Linked DNA regions of Hordeum vulgare: region 2 is linked to region 1. Evidence: chromatin contacts called from public Hi-C data. All regions are on one chromosome and are shown on one strand. The core of a region is the stretch at or near the end of the contact, and the rest is flanking DNA. Distances in the headings are between cores, read along the strand shown. Region 1 holds the start of LOC123396020. Region 2 holds the start of LOC123399692 (heat shock protein 90-6, mitochondrial).

Region 1 (5,697 bases), core at 1,847-4,346:
TGGGCACTAATGGCGATGTGGAGAGCTAGATCGATGGGAGGAGGAAGGCTATGTATACCATGTGCAACGGCGGAAACGTCTTACCCAATGTGGGAGACAGTTGCATGTTATATAGAGGGGCGCAAGATCCCTAGAGCGCATACAAGTCGGTTTAGGTTGATACAATCTAGGAGAGAAAGAAATAGAGATAGAGATAGCTAGTTACAACCGAATTTAAAGATGAGATTCAGCTAACTTAAACTACTCTACAAGAGATCTCCTATATGATTACAACTCTAACCGAAGTACGTTTAACAGAGCCAAGTAATAGAAGTGGGGAACTTTCGGTCTCTTTGACCACTCTAAAAGCTACTTTGCATGAGGAAAAAAACAATGATATTAGTAAGAAACGATAACTCATCCTCAGGTTTGGCAGAGGAAACTATAACACATGTCTATCAACTCGTATTATTTAGGCGACAAATCCAAAAACAACAAATAATGCAATACTAAATGTACTTCATATTACTTGGTTTTCACCAAGTGAAGAAAATACAAACCATAGACAGATGCAAAGCAACTTATAACATCAATCTACAAAAATTCAACACGTTTGTACTAATATTCAAAGAGATTCCTAGCACCCAAGCAACACGCTAAGGAAGTCGATGTCGAAACATTAGAGGTTAACAAATGGACCTGAAAAGGCTGCCACTGCTGGGAACCTCCTACATGGTTACATGCGAGTCGTTTGTTGAGGCATATCTGGACCATATTTTGATGGCATCACAAAATAAACCTTCCACTTATTTTCATTGGCTAACTGTAGGTGACGACACATGAATTAAAATTTAATATTTAATATGTGCTACTAACTCGTAAGCACATCGAATGCTCATCAAGCAAATAGAGACAAATCAAAAGAATGGGTCATGAGGAAGCCATATAAAACTTTCCTTCCTTGTTATAACAGGAGTGGTCATGTCCATCGTTTCACCATGAATTTCATCATTCCGAAGTTCTGAGTAAGAACATGGGTTGTCATTCCATTTGTTCGGGCCTCGTGTTCTGAAAGGAATTATACTATCAAAAACTTCCACTCAGATTAAGCATTTTATTATACCACAAAATACTCTGAATTCCTGGCAGAGCAAAAGGGGGAAACACATCAATTACCTTACCAAATAAGTAAAACACCAGCACGTTGAATACTCCCTTCATTCCTTTATATAAGGCTACAAACTCATATTACATGTATCAAGGTAAAATTTAATGACTACTTTACAAGCCAATTATTTCTTTCCGTTAATGAGGATCATTAATACGTCACATGCATACTAAGAAATAATGGGAAGGAAATAATTGAGTGTCATTATGACTACATGCATGCAAGTATTAAATAGGTTGCTTATACGAGAAAACATTATTAATTTTTGCCTCAATTACTATTTGTGGCCTTGTATAGATGCAAAATGTATTTTTCATAATGGCCTTGTATAAAGGAATGGAGGGAGTAATTGAGATCATCCGTTGATATAAAAATCCTGTTCTTGCACGCACCATTGTCTCAACAACTGCAATAGAAGAGCATGCGTTATTGCTCACAAAGTATAAAAACAAAATTGCGCTTCCTTAGTGCATGTTCTTAACTACTATAGAAGATCAGTTGGCTGGAATGGGACGATCGCGAGATCGACAGGAAGTAGTACTTCCACATACAAAATCACCCATACTCATCCGGTTAAATTGACGAGCTTGTGCCATTACAATGTGATAAAGATAGCTCCGATTGTGCTACAAAATTCATGGTATAAAATGTCCAGCTAATTACTTTTAGAAATATAATAGGAAAGAGAAAGCACAAATAATAAGCGTAACAAGAAAAATCTGAACTTGAAGAAATCATCAGTTCATGACATTAGAAGTAAACTGAAGCGAACTAAAAAGTCGAATAATATTTAGTGTTACATTCTACCGTAAACGTTCAGAAAGACTTCGTGAGAACATTGGGATGAACACTCACAATTCCGTAGAACTCAAACTCTGAAGCCTCCTAAATAACTTCACACAAACTTATTAGCAATGCGTAGTCCAAGTATCCTTAATCCAGTAGTTGCCTCATTGACATTGGGCAAAAAACAAAACTCATATCGACCTTACACGTCATTTAGGACAGAAGAAATATTAAAGACATTGATGGTATAAGGCATCTCATATGCTTTACTCGATTGTGAAGACTAACTGGGTGACGATATCTATCCTGAATGGACCACAACTATGACAAATGATACTACCTGGGTGACGGTATCTATCCTCACTAGTCCACTACTGTGAAGACAATCTTCGACCCTGTCGGAGAAAAGTGGAAAGGATTTGCCCAAGAGCAAGAGAGTGCTAGGAAGGATGTCGAGCGTGCCTTTGGTGTTCTGCAATCTCGATGAGACATAGTTTGGTATCGTGCTAGAACTTGGAGCACCAAAAAGTTGTGGGAAGTGATGACTGCTTGTGTGATCATGTACAATATAATCGTAGAGGATGAGCGCCCACAACGTCTCCATGATCAAGGATTTGAGTTTCAGGGTGACAATATGGTGCCTCAGCATGGCAGAAGAGTGGCATCATTTGCACAGTTCACTCAATTTCATCATAAAATACGTAATTGGAAATCTCATATTCAGTTGCAAGATGATATGGTTGAACATATGTGGGATCATGTTGTCAACCAATAAATGTATATTTTTAATACAATTTAATTTTTATTGGGCTTGTAAAACTTTGTTGTATTTTATTTTGATTGTGGAATTATGCTATTTCATTTGCTTTTGAAAAAATACAAAATGTTTGTATTTGTTAAAACCGGCGGCTAGCCGGTCACGCAGACAAATATGAAAAGACGTGTTGGATACTATGTCGATCTAAATCCTAAAACAAACGAACACATAGCAGACGGGATGATCCAAACGAAGGTAAAACGGACAAAATCAAAGTCCGTTTGCTCTAAGCACCTCGATGGAGGAAGTAGTTTTGACAGTGAAGTATCTACCTTCCGTCTACCACCAATCATGTCGGCTAAACGATCACAGCCGTCACAATCCATCTCTGAGCAGCAGGTCACTTTTCCTATCCTCACTCCCGTAGCTTTCCTCTTGCTCCCACACCCCGATCCCTTCCTCTTTCCCCAACGCTGCTCTCATGCTCTGCCCTGCCCAAGCTCCAATCCTCTACTACAGTCCACAACCACCACCGTGTTCTATATCTCCCGTCGTGCCGTAGCATCGCTTCACCGCCGACGCCTCACCCACCCAACCCCTCCCCTCTCACGCTCATCTCAACACCATCGCCGTTCCCCTTTCTACTCCCGTCGCGTCCCTGCCATCTCCACCCCGTCCGCGATCTCGGGCACCGTTTCTTTCGGTATGAGATTGTGGCTACTCATTCAGGAATTATTAGCCTTGAACTTACTTGCGCTAATGTCGGGTGCGCCGGTGCGCACGCGCCACACCATCTAGATCTGACACTGAACCTTGAGTTGGGTCTTGCAGTGGGGTTGGCTGACGGGAGGAGGGAGATGAGCCGCGGGAGGTCTCCGGAGCCGCTTGATTTCTTCATATGGACTGTCGAGGTGCTAACCTGTAGTGACGGTGGTTTTCCTCTTCTGTTTCCGTTGTTAGTTGAATGCAGCTTTGTTGAAACTCACTGTATTTTCGTTCTGCAGCTTACTTCGTAAATATCCCTAGTGATTCAAATTTGCCCCTACAACGCTTTGTCTATTTTGTGGGCAGTGTTTTACGTACTTCATTGGTTCTTTAGTTTCATCTTGTTTCTCATCAACCCTTTTTGTGATAATTTAGTCCACTATTAGGAATCTGTTTGGTGATCTGGGGTGATGCTTGATCGTGGTTTCTGCTCAATTTTATGCAAAAGATAAATATTCGTGGGTACCTAACTACACCTCCCCGTATGCCCCGACCCATTCTCTTAAGAGTACCATAGTGAGGGGGGCATGGTGAGCTCATGGGGTGGGAGTGATACTTGGTTCCCCTTTGCTTCGTCATTATGGCAAATAATTAACTCAACATCAGCAATTTGATTAACCAAGTGATACTCGTCCAATCATGAGTAACCTCTGTCCCAAATTACTTGTCTTAGATTTTTCTAGATATGGATGTATCTAACATTAGTATGTGTCGTATCTAGACAAATCTATGACAAGTAATTCGGGACGGAGGGAGTATATCATTTCCGAAGCATTTCCCAAGCCGCATTGGATTCAGGCTTGAGACTGAGCTAGAATGGGATTGGACTATAATCGAGCCTTACGTTGGCTTGTCTTGTATTGACCACGTGTTGGTTCTTCACTGGGCTTGGGTTGTGTTCAATACTTGGATGAAGCCGGCCTTAACTTTGGTGAGATGGACCAAAACTGGGAATATGGAGTGGAAACTTGGCTAAATGAGTTCCACACGGCAATCCTAGCTTTATTTGGCTAAAATGATAGACCACACTACAAAACTAGAACCACTCCTATAATTTCTTCACAAGGCAGCTAGTTTAGTTGGCAAAATAGCCGTGCTAGGAAGTTTTCCCAAACTAAGCAACGTGATGTGGGAAAAAATGAAGGTGAGGCTCGAGGACTAAGCAAAGTGTTCCAGCAATGCTTGGGAATTGTTGGTGCTGTTTTATTTCTCTTTGGAGTGGACCATCTCAGTGTTCTGCATGCTCAGAGGTGTATGCTTGCTTAGCTTCATAAGACATGCCCAATAGTTGGTTACTAAATTTAGATCTGTATTACTTTTTCTTGACCACCAGTAGCCATTGGTATAATCTTGGTTTGGTCACTTTAAATTTAGATGGGCATTTCATTCATCAACCCTCTTAAAGGGCATCGTCTCTAAATTTCTTTCTTAATTCACTCTTTATGTTTTGACTGTCTGCATTTGTTCTAACTGATCTGGCTGCTCATCTGTCTTCTGATTTAATTTTGGACCAGTAGCAACTACTGCCAGATGCAAAAGCTAAAGGCTGTTCACCTAATAAGGTTATTGTTCTCTTTCAGGACGTCGGCTTGTGGCTTGAAGAGATAAATCTTGGTGGCTACAGACAAGTTTTTGAAGAAAACAGTGTCAATGGAGAGTATCTAGAGAGCTTGTCGATGTTTACTACCGAGCAGATTCTGCGGTTTATCAGGCGGTGCCATATGAAATGGGGAGATTTTATCACATTATGCAAAGAGTTGAGGCGCATTAAAGGTTGGTATATTCCTGTTTCTTCCTTGAGTGCCATCTATAACTCATCTCTGCTACCATGATAACCATTTTGGTACTTGGTTCCTTCATATTTTGCTCTTTAGTTTTCATTTGACTGTATGATGCGCCATGCAGTCAATCATAGTGAAATCCTCTTTCTCTCACCACTGCTCTTTCCTTTTTGAGCTCAAGCTCAGTTAGTTGCTACTGACTCTTCATGCTACATAAAAGCTTAGAGCATGAGTCTTGTGGAAAACAGTTGTGCCAGCATGGTCCAACTGCAATTTGCTTTCTGTTCTGCTAGCTTTCATCATTAAATATTTTGTTGCCGCAAGTTTATGATGCTAATATATAGACTGGTCCTTTTCAGCATCTTGGTTTGGTGTAAATGACCAACATAAATGAATTTGACATGATTCAAATACCTAGATCTGTTGTATTTTATTGATAGATGAACATCATCCTCCATTGG
Region 2 (5,861 bases), core at 773-3,272, 400 kb after region 1:
AGAACATGCATCTTTCTTGATTGCCTCAACACGAGGCAAAATTGGTTAATTTAGTTTATCAACACCTAGTTCATTACTGAAGGAGGATCCGCTTCTTAGATTTCTTTTTCTATTTCTTTTTCCGTCTAAGATTAGAACCGTATACTTGATAATAATAGCAATGACACATTATGATAAAATACGTTTGATTTAAAGGGAGAAGAAGCGGTAAAATTAGAACAAAAATATCATTTAATTTGTCAAACTTTGAAAAAACACAAGACGTAAAGTTTCTCCCTTGAGTGAAAAAACGAAAATGCAAGAAAAATTGCAATCCCTACTACTCCCTCCGTTCCTAAATATAAGTCTTTAAAGATGTTTCATTAGTGGACTACATACGGATGTATGTAGACATACTTTATAGTGTAGATTCACTCATTTTGCTCCATATGTGGACTACTAGTGAAATATCTTAAAAGACTTATATTTAGGAATGGAGGGGGTACATAATAGTGCACCTACACGCCTTCGTCCACGTTATTTTTTGATCGGAAGATCTAGAGCTAACTATTGACATTGAGCTATCCGGACACGTACATCAGGAAATGGTTTATGAATGTGGTAGTTTTTAATGACTAAATTAGAAAATTTCGGATAGTTTCCAGTCAGCTTTTAAAATGCGGTAGTTTAATGGCATGATAACTCCTGATGTTGTATTTTTTGCCAAATACTCTAAAAAATAGTGCAGATAGAAAGAAGGTAACAACTACGCGTCCACCGACGGATCCATACTAACATCCATCACCCGAATAACCGTCCGATGTATGCGCTCGTAGCCGTCCGATGTACGCGCTAGCACGCGGCCCAGTCGTTTCCCCAGCCAATTAATTCCCGAAGCAACGGTCTAGTTGCAGAAACAACAGACGCGTTGCGAAAATAATTACTGAAACAACACTGGCCGTGGCCGCCGGCGCTGCTGTGGTGTTGGTTGTGCTGGTGGTTCCTGTCGGTGGTGACGTCGGAGGAGAAGAAGGCGTGCTCGCCGCCGCTGTGCACCTCCTTCACTGTGCCCGTAGGCGTAGCTGTCCCTGTTGTGGTCCATGGTGGAGTAGTAGGACGACGACGGGTGCGGGCGGGTGGTGTCGAGCTGACCTGTGCGGCGTGGTGGTAGGCGCTCCCGTGCTGCTGGCGGCCGGCGGAGGCGTTGGGCGGCCGACGGAAGCGTTGGGCGAGTTGCAGGATCCTGAAATTGTCCTGATCCTGAAATAATAGGCGAGTTGCTGGGAACTCGACTGATCCTGAAACGCGAGTGCAGAAAACTGTCCTGAAACAATAGATGACCTGCAGGAAACTGTCCTGAAACAATAGGTGAGCTGCAGGAGACTCAAGTGATCGTGAAACACGAGTGCAGAAAACTGTCATGAAACAATAGGTGAGCTGCAGGAAACTGTCCTGAAACAATAGGTGAGTTGCATGAAAAACAAAAAGCGGCTTCCACGATGCTGTCGACTGTCTGATCGAACGATCACGAAGCCGGCAGACGGGCGCGCGCGATCAGGTGGTTGAATGTAATCTTTTCTCTAGAAAGAAAGGAAAAGAAATTGAAGAGGTCGTTGGATGTAAAATGTGCGGTAGAGAGCATGCAAGCCCCGTTTTCATGGCAACCCTTCCCGGAACCTTCTTGCCTTCTTGTCCACGGTGTTCAAATCTCGACCTCACATCTTGCAGGTGGACAAGCTACGACCTCACTCTTGCAACGGAGAACGGACGCTGCAAAGCGCAAAGCAAAGTGTCACACCAACTGGCCCCACATGTCAACTTCGTTGTATGATTCACATACTATCCACACCGGTGCACATAGCATTACTCCGCGCCGCTGCTCCAGAACCTTCTCCCAAAACGCTAACACCACCGATCAAACCCAAGCCCCCCCCTTCCCCACTCTCTCACCGACAGCCCGGGACCACGGTGTCAGCGAAGCGCACTCCCTCCTTCCGCAAGGCGCACCCCATTTATACGCTTCATCCCCTCTGCCTCTGGCCGCCCACAAAACCCTACCCTACCCCTCTTCCAAAACCCTCGCATCGTCGTCTTCCTCGGTCAGCCCACCTGCGCGAGCGCGCCTCCGGCCTACATCTCTCGCCCTCGCCTGGGAGGAGAACCAGCAGAGCGCAGCGGATATGCTCGGGGCCTCGAGGCGATCCCTCTGCGCCGGCGCCGCCGCCCGCCGTCACGCGGCCGCCTTCGCGGTCTCCGGAGACGCCGCCGCCGCCTCCTCCTCCTCCTCCCCCTTGGCCCCTGCCCCGGCCCCGCCGCGTTCGGTACGTATGTGTGGCATTCACTGTTTGGTCCATATTGTACTCCGCTGTTTGGTTGATTGCAAAGTAGGGGCTCGCGCTAAGCTTGAATCAGTGCGGCTTTTGACGTTACGTGTCGCGAATCAATCTCCGCCCCCAAATTGGGGTCTGTGTTTTGATTAATTGATGGGTTATGTATTAATGTGTGTTTGTGATTCAGTTGAGGTTTGGCGTTGATCTGATTCCCTGTTCAGTATGTGTCATTTGTGTACCGATTGTTGATGGTATTTTATTCCGACAGAAATGTGCAATTGCGGTCTGGTGTGATATTTTTCTTCCGATTTATTGTTATACTCCCTCCGTTCCTCTATATAAGGTGTATTTGTTTTTTGATAAAATTTCAGAATGTAAGGTGCGTTTCTTCTAATTCCCCATAATCCTCTTGTTAGTACCTCTTTTCTGATTGTCTGCATCTCTCCTTATAGCAAAAGAAGGAAACTATTTATTTGTTGATAGCATGTATCTCATACTTTCCTGGACTAATTGATTCACTTTTCACTAACCAACAAATTTGCTAGTCTTAACATGTCTATAATTATGTGTCTTGGTCACGGTGCCGAAAATAATACACCTTACATAAAGGAACTGAGGGAGTATTACTCTACAACGCGAGCGACTTTGTGATATTCGCTGTGCTGTCCCAATTTCAGGTGACAAACTCAGAGCCTGGTGTTTCTCGGCTTGGAGGGAAGAGGTTGCTCTCTGTGCTTGCGGCTCCCAAGCTTAATGTAGGTGAAAGCTTGCCGTCCCTCAAGCTAAGGGAGAATGCACTTGTTGGGAGACGCTATGAATCGAGTGCTGCAGCAGTTGATTCATCTGATGCGCCACCTGCCGAGAAGTTTGAGTATCAGGCTGAGGTACCTATGATTTTCTTTTTTCATGGATTCATGCTAATCTTTACCAATGTTTGTGTCATGATGGGGAAAAAATTGTGCTTGGCAGGTCAATAGGCTCATGGATTTGATTGTGCACAGCTTGTATAGCAACAAGGAGGTGTTTCTCCGGGAGCTGGTCAGGTGGGCAACAATTGAGTGCATAGACTGTTCAATTTTTTTATGTGGCAGTAGTTATCTCCGAATTCACTCTTTATGTGTTGTGTTTATTGGCACTTGTTCCTTGCCATGATATCGGATTAACTTCATTTTGGCAATTGTTTGTCCCAGTCAGGGCTTAATGGGTGCCACAAAACTTCAGTCAAGTTGCTCAGCCTAATTTAGCCTTTCTTTTCTTACTTGTACCTGCAGCAATGCAAGTGATGCACTTGACAAATTGCGCTATCTCAGTGTCACTGATCCTGATCTTCTTAAGGATGGCCCTGAACTTGACATTCGCATCCAAACAGACAAGGACAATGGAATAATAACAATTACGTAAGCATATGTTACTTGCCGGTGACCAACTGTATATTTTCTTCTTGGAAATGATTTGCATCATGACCTGCATTTGCTTTCCAGTGATTCTGGGATTGGTATGACGAGGCAAGAACTTGTTGATTCTCTTGGAACTATTGCAAGCAGTGGAACTGCTAAGTTCCTGAAGACATTAAAGGTGTGATCTAATTGCATATTTTATTCTCCTCTTGTCTATCTTCCAAATCCTTTTAATTTATGATTTATGCTTATTGTATAACAGGAGAGCCAGGAAGCTAATGTTGATAGCAACTTGATTGGCCAATTTGGTGTTGGTTTCTATTCGGCATTTCTTGTTTCAGACAAGGTACTGTGTTATGTTATCATGGTTGTATTTGCCACTCTGGTTGTGCGGCAGTGTTTCTTTTTCTTATGCTGAACGTCTTTTCCTGTACTTTTCTGCTGCTCTACATATTAGGTTGCTGTGTCAACAAAGAGCCCAAAATCAGAAAAGCAATATGTTTGGGAAGCAGAAGCAGAATCTAATTCCTACACCATTCGAGAAGAGAAAGATCCAGAGAAGCTCATTCCTAGGGGAACTCGACTTACACTTTACCTGAAGGTCCATTTGCTTTTATTTTATGATTTTAAAGTTTTACTGTACGTCCCATCTGAAATATGTACTATGCTTTGCTTCAGCGTGATGACAAGGGTTTTGCTCACCCTGAGAGGATTCAAAAACTTCTGAAGAATTACTCTCAGTTTGTTTCCTTCCCAATTTACACTTGGCAAGAGAAGGGCTTTACAAAAGAGGTTACTAATCCTTCTAGCTCTTTGTGGTTATTAAAGTGGAACCTTGCTTATGCAATACATCCATTGATTTTCTAGGTTGAGGTTGACGAGGATCCTGCTGAAGTTAAAACAGAAGATGATGGTGAAACCAAAAAAGAGGTAACGTTGTAAACTCTAAAAAAGAAGTCATTTTGCATCTCTTTCCTTTGAGCAATATTCTTGCCCAAATTGTACTTCATTCTTACATGTAGAATTGGAGATAATTTCTATATTGCAATGTTAACAGGTTAAAAAGAAGACAAAAACCGTTGTGGAGAAGTATTGGGACTGGGAACTTACAAATGAAACACAACCTATTTGGGTGAGAACTTTGAGACTGTTTATTGTGCTGCTTGTCTTGTTGATAATTGATAAGTATGTTTTTTCACTTCCAGTTTTTCTTCTGAGAGAGCCTGAAATTATTTGTGTTGTTGCCAGCTTCGGACTCCTAAGGAGGTATCAACTGAGGAGTACAATGAATTTTACAAGAAGACCTTCAATGAGTATTTGGATCCCTTGGCCTCCTCACACTTCACTACAGAGGTACATCTCTTTGCATTCGATTGGTTCCCTTTCTGTTGCTTTTTATTGATTCAACAGTCGTCACCTTTATCACATCATGGTTGGTGTATCACATAATATCTGCAGTTGCTTTTGCCTAAATAATATTCAAGTCTAATTTTGTATCATGGAACTGCGAAAATTCAGCTACCCACATAGTTGTTATTTCAAATTATAGTAGCACTGCTATTTTTGTAACATAGTCTTGCGGGAGGCAATAATAAACTCTTATGTGAAAATGGTAATTCGATTGGTAATGTGATGGATAAGGATCTTCACAACTCACATTCAAGTAAACTGTGCTTGATCAAATTTGATACAGGGTGAAGTAGAATTCAGGTCAATTCTGTATGTGCCTGCTACAAAGAAAGAGGACATAACTGATAGGAAGACTAAAAATATCAGGCTTTATGTCAAGCGCGTGTTCATATCAGACGACTTCGATGGAGAACTTGTATGCCTCATACTTGCTGTCTCATCATGGTTCTTTGTAAAACTTTTAAGCTGTCAATCTAATAGCTGAGATTTGTGATTCACCAGTTCCCAAGATACCTGAGCTTTGTGAAGGGTGTTGTTGACTCAAATGACCTTCCCCTAAATGTTTCTCGTGAGATACTTCAAGAGAGTCGAATTGTAAGTTCTTTGTTGGGGTATTTCTACTGTTTTTGTGCATTTCAATACTGAGCTCCCGAATTTGATATATCCTTTGTTTTTTGTTTTTGTCATAGGTGCGTATAATGAGAAAGAGATTGGTGCGGAAGGCCTTTGATATGATACTTGGCAT

The links. Hi-C and Micro-C count contacts between places; a contact is called where the count stands out from the background.
Region 2: a Hi-C map of seedling shows a contact between it and region 1, with 3 times the contacts expected there. The contact joins the promoter of LOC123399692 here to the promoter of LOC123396020 in region 1. A contact is called at or near these places in 3 of 6 Hi-C or Micro-C datasets (leaf and seedling) and 1 of 1 datasets of contacts at active chromatin or transcription factors (embryo).

Annotation. Positions count from the first base shown.
Region 1 is chr5H:143,212,195-143,217,891 of MorexV3_pseudomolecules_assembly, forward strand. LOC123396020 reads left to right here and starts at 3,097. Exons shown (of 4, transcript XM_045091048.1): 1 at 3,097-3,393; 2 at 3,522-3,601; 3 at 5,036-5,228. The coding sequence starts at 3,548.
Region 2 is chr5H:143,612,303-143,618,163 of MorexV3_pseudomolecules_assembly, forward strand. LOC123399692 (heat shock protein 90-6, mitochondrial) reads left to right here and starts at 2,023. Exons shown (of 20, transcript XM_045094086.1): 1 at 2,023-2,300; 2 at 2,987-3,193; 3 at 3,279-3,352; 4 at 3,581-3,706; 5 at 3,791-3,884; 6 at 3,969-4,052; 7 at 4,164-4,307; 8 at 4,385-4,498; 9 at 4,574-4,636; 10 at 4,764-4,838; 11 at 4,955-5,059; 12 at 5,400-5,531; 13 at 5,618-5,710; 14 at 5,806-5,861. The coding sequence starts at 2,160.